2 separate regions of the Gossypium hirsutum genome follow, and region 1 is linked to region 2. The links are chromatin contacts, called in public Hi-C maps. All regions are on one chromosome and are shown on one strand. The core of a region is the stretch at or near the end of the contact, and the rest is flanking DNA. Distances in the headings are between cores, read along the strand shown. Region 1 has its middle 20 kb from the start of LOC107933192. Region 2 holds the start of LOC107933183 (serine/threonine-protein kinase SRK2I-like).

Evidence for each region. Hi-C and Micro-C count contacts between places; a contact is called where the count stands out from the background.
Region 1: a Hi-C map of leaf shows a contact between it and region 2, with 4 times the contacts expected there. The contact joins the enhancer-like site here to the promoter of LOC107933183 in region 2. A contact is called at or near these places in 12 of 34 Hi-C or Micro-C datasets (callus, hypocotyl, leaf and 2 more).

What each region holds. Positions count from the first base shown.
Region 1 is chrA12:18,857,468-18,860,168 of Gossypium_hirsutum_v2.1, forward strand. No RefSeq gene overlaps it. Among protein-coding and RNA genes, the nearest start is that of LOC107933192, 20 kb to the right of the region's middle. Within about 2 kb of position 1,359, at least 1 of the 9 cell types and tissues checked has an H3K27ac peak or open chromatin away from gene starts, as enhancers often do. A contact at or near this core is called in leaf, where this site is marked.
Region 2 is chrA12:18,606,014-18,608,713 of Gossypium_hirsutum_v2.1, forward strand. LOC107933183 (serine/threonine-protein kinase SRK2I-like) reads right to left here and starts at 1,312. Exons shown (of 9, transcript NM_001327364.1): 1 at 1,136-1,312; 2 at 696-770; 3 at 492-593; 4 at 353-406; 5 at 167-259. The coding sequence starts at 1,312.

The sequences.
Region 1 (2,701 bases), core at 109-2,608, 250 kb after region 2:
AATATTTTTCCTCCAAAATTTTACTCTCCTATTTATTTTCCCTCAAACTTTTACTCTCTAAAACTTTTTATTTTCCCCCTAAACATTTACTTTTCACTCTTTACTCCCAAATAAAAAATCAAAATTATCCAAAAAAAATCCCTAAACGTAAATAGTAATAATTTTATTTATATCTACTATTTATATTATTAAATTAAATTTCATATTTTATATTATTTATATTATTGAATTGTTTAGTCATATTAAATATTTATATTAAAATTGAATTATTAATGATGCCATAAAATATTCATGTTAAAATTTTATATCGGTATCAATTTCACATTTTATCTTTAAAATAACTTTTATTAAAAAATCACATTTTTACATTTAATATATTTTTTAATTCCAAAATATATAGTGGCAAGAATATGAAGATAATTGAAACAACTAAGCAAGCAAAGAAGCTAACCCGTATATAAAAGATTAATAAATAAATTATGAGGTGATGAAAGGTAATAAAAAAATTTGATTACGGTGGATAAATTTTATTACGATGGGTGACAGTGGTTATAAGGACCCAAAATTATTTTTTAAAATTTAACTCGAACAAATATATTCGATTTAATTCGATTCGAATTCCATCTCACTCGACTCGATTCGAGAAAATTTCAAATTAAATTAAGATGATAAAATATGATTTTTTAACTCGATTAACTCAAAATTTTTTTATTCGATTCGATCGAATGCTCACCTCTAGTGGCCGTGGCAAGTTTGGTTTCATCATGGATTGCGTGAAGTCGACAATGTGGCTAATAGTTTAGGAAAAAATAACTTGAGGCTTCGTTCACGATTTAGATGCTAGAAGATTTACCAGACAAACTAAGAGACAATCTTGAACGGGATCGCATTAGACCCCTTTATTGATTTGCTTATGTTTAATTAGTTTATGTTTGTTGTTTTCCTGTTTATTAAAAAAAAAAAGAGGGGGTCAAAACTTAAACAAATGATAGTTAATTAAAATAACCAAACCTAAACAAAATTTCTTTGTAGGATTTCGGTATTCTTCTAAGAAATAATTTCTGTTTTTCTTTTTTTTTTCATGTCAATTTTATAGAATTTTTTTTTAATTGGGGAGGTTCTTTCAGATTTCGTACTTTGTTTTTTTTTTAAATTTAAATCATTCACAACACCTTTTTACCATTTTAAAATTTAAAATTTGCCTAATTTTTTATTTAAATTTTGAAAAGAAATGTTATTATAGCCTTATAAACTTGATAAAGGGACGGCACACTAAAATTGTTAAAGGGTAGAAACCCTAATTTTGCCTTATGATTGGATTTAGAGACGGGCCAGGTCTGCATCAAACTTTGAAAACAGGCCAAAATGATCCATTATCAGACTAAAAGGGCCAAAACTAGACCATTTTCAGACCTCAAATCAGGCTTTAAAAATGAGCTTCAAAATTGGACCTTATTGTAAAAAAATCTAAATTGGGCACATTGGACCTTATGGAAAATATTAAAATTCAGTTTTTGCACCGGGTCAAATAATGATAATTAAAAATTAATTTTAAAACAAAATTGAATTTAGTTTTAAAAATTCAATTTTATTTAAAAAACAATTTCTAAATATCTCTTTTATTTAAAAATATCCACACTTCCCTGTCAAATTCTCATTAAGATAATAATTGATTAAATATTTTATCAGACCCAAAATGAATTTAGACCTGAATAAAATAAATTCAAATCAAACCAAAATAATATTTCCAATTAAAAATTAATTGAAAACTTAATTTAACTTTAAATCAAAATTTAATTTTATCCAAAGTTAAACTAAAAATTCAATTTGGTCCTTTAAATTCATTTTAAAATCTAAAATTAGAATAAAATTCAACTTAGTGTTGATTTCAACTTGTCTAAAGCCAATTCATTACATAATTTGGGTCAAAGGGCTCAGACAAAATTAGGTGCTTACAATTATGTATATTTGTGGGTTTAACTTAGAAATGGTGCTATTTTATGTGAGTAAAAGAAATAAAAATAATACAAAAATATTTAAATAATAATTATTGATACCCTAACAAAAATGTAAACAATTTTGATTAATTAGATTGTGGTAGAGATTTTAGAACTCATATATAACTAGTTAAGATATTTAGGAGAATGATTTTTTTTAAATAAGTTAAATTACATATATAATTCTTTTAATACATTATTTGTTTTAAAATTTTGATCATTCAGTAATTTCTTAATTTAGTTATGCTCGATTAATTTGTAACATCAACTTAATTAAAAGTTTGAATAATAGTATAAAAATCTTAACTTTAAATGCTAAAAGTTGTATCGATAAGGACTTGACATTGTTAGCAAAAGTTAGGCCTTCGGGCCCTTAAATACCTAGTTTCTGGCCCACCATGCATAATTGCCACATGTTTTTTTTTTTCATTTGTGTTTTTGTCAAGGTAGATGATACCATATTAGCGGATGTACTGTTTTTCTATCATTTCAGGTTTATCTTTATTTTAAAAAATATTTAATATATGTATATAAAAAATATTTACAAATATCAAATAATAAGGTTAAATAAATTTCAAACATAAAATACTCGTCAAAAATAAATTTTTAATTGAAGTGGTAAAAAAAATATTTTTAAAAAGTTTGCCATGGGTTCAAATCTCACCATACTTAAATTTTAAGATTAAAAAAGACTCATTACTTAT
Region 2 (2,700 bases), core at 62-2,561:
TTTCCAGGACAGAATCAAATGAGCTCAACATTTTTTTTAAAACAATGAATCCATGACACAATATAGAATAAATACCACATCACCAAAGATAGTTCATAAAGTACCATATTATACAAAGTATAAGCGTAACCTCATCGAATGATAAGATAACAACAAAGGACTATACCTTCGAGTACCCAAAATCACATATCTTAAGCCGAGGAGCTGGACTTCCATCTAGCAAAGTGTTTTCCAACTTTAAATCACGGTGGCATACTTGCTTCACCAAGTAAAACAAACCAAAAACAAAATAACCTATCAGGTTACACGTAATACAATTCAAGGCATAGACAAATGGATAAATTCTAACTACCATCGCATGGCAATAACTAACGCCGGATATAAGCTGTTGGAAGAAGAACCGAGCCTGCACCAAAATAACGGATATATACAAGTTAAAGACAAAACAAAAGGGGGACATAAAATTGAATGCAAAATATAATAAAATAAACCTCGTCCTCATTGAACCGACCCGCAGCACAAATCCGCTCGAAAAGCTCTCCTCCGGAGGCATACTCCATTACAATGGCAAGATGAGTAGGTGTTAAAATAACCTAAAGTATCAATGTCTTATAGTTAGTTCATCAAACACTACCTTAATTTTTACAAAAAAAATATTATAAATAACAGTAAACTGAATCAAGAACTAACGTTACCTCTTTAAATCTAACAATATTCGGATGCCTCAATGATCTATGATTAATAATTTCTCTTTGAACATTTTCATCTATCTGTAAAACGACAAGGTAGCACAAAATTAATGCCAAAATTACAAATTAAAAGGAAAAAAAAAGAAGAAGAAGTTAGTGAAGTAGTTGAGCTTTGAGAAAACAGAAAAGTCGGTATCTTCTTTTATTTTTTGGATTGATAATTAATTATTATACTACCAAATAAAACATTTCCGAAATTAATAAAATTAATATAACTCCCGACAATAAATTGCAACAAGTTAGGAACAAAAAAGAAGAAGAGAGAAAACATTATCTTCAATAAATATCGTAATAATCGAAATGAGCATATTTCCATAAATAGACCAAAAGCACAGAGAAAAAGGAAAAGGAAAGAGATCATTGTTTTTTGAAATAAGAAGCTAAACCTTACGGCCTCTTTCGATGTACTTGACAGCGACGAGCTCCTTGGTAACCTTATCTGTCATAAGTCGGGCAACTCCGAAATTACCCGATCCGATATCTCTAACGAAATCGTAACGGTCACCGTCGTGCATAATCGGCATATCCATAGCCGGTCCGACCGTCAAGTCTGCTCGATCCATTTTTGTCTCTCTTTTTTTCAGTTTCCGATTCTACCCCCTTCAAAGAAAGAAGAACTCAGGACCACATCACCGGACTCAGTGGCTTCTTGGACGAATCACTGAGTTAAACGAGTCCGTTAATAATAACAACAACAAGAAGAAGAAGGGAAGGAAAGGTTATTAGTTGATTGGAGATTGATAAGAGTGGTTCATGGAGGAGCGGAGCTTTTGGGGAAGAGGAAGGGGGGATAATGCCAAGGAAATATCTGGTAGAAGCAGAGGAGGATAAGAGGAGTACGGCGTCGTTTGGAGGTTGTTGCGTAGTGGGTAACCAATAGAATTGGCTTCTTTTTATGGTTGTCTTATTATTTGTGGATTAGTTTTTATTATTGTTTTCTTATATATTCAGAAATTGTCGAATAAGAAAATAGAATGACTTAAATGTCCTTTATTTGGATAATATTTTAAAGCAGAGTGAGTCACGTGATTTTGCAAAATGCTAAGACAATTTTTATTCGGTATTATGCTGTCTTTTATCTGTAAAAACTGATCGGACGGTTTTGGCTTTATTATTGTCCAAATTAACACGCAACCATCTCATTTGTTTAAAATAGATTTTAATTTTTTTAAAAAAATACCATCTATAATAATATTGAAATTAGATTGCGTTTTTAATTGATGAAATTGAAAAGCATGTGAGAGCATGAGAGTTAGCGTGCAGAGCACGCATAGGATAATTCCCTGAAAAGGATGTTTTGGTAAAATCAGGTGGAATAGATTGTCCCCATTCGTGGGCAAAACGGCCTTGGGAACAAAGGAAAGTTTCTGACTTCCAAGCAGTATTTTTCCAAGTAAAGAAAACTGGCATATGATAAGAATAGATTCCATGAGCACAATGAATAACTATGTCAAACACACTTATAATCTATAATTTATCAAACTCTCCATTATATTATTAAATTATCAAACTCTCCATTATATTATTAAATTCCCAATTAAAATTAAAAATATTTTATGAAAGTAGATTTATTCCTCATATATTTGAATTAAATTTAAATTTTAGAGTCAATATTCTTTAAATGATTTTTTTAAATATTTCTTCCGCTTGAACACGATTTAATTTAAACTGTAAAATAAAATAGACTTTGTATTCATATTAATTTATACTTATTATTTCATATTAATTATTACTTAATTAACTTTACAATTGTATACCTATTATTTTATATTAATTATTATTTAATTAATTTTATAATTGTATATTAATTAAAATTGAGATTTAACACTTCAACTAGATACATTGGTATGAAAATAATTCTAGTAATAATGAACAAGTTCACACAAAAGAAAAAAAAAACCTTCTATTTTTATTATTTGATAGTTAAAACCACTTACTTTGCACAATTGTG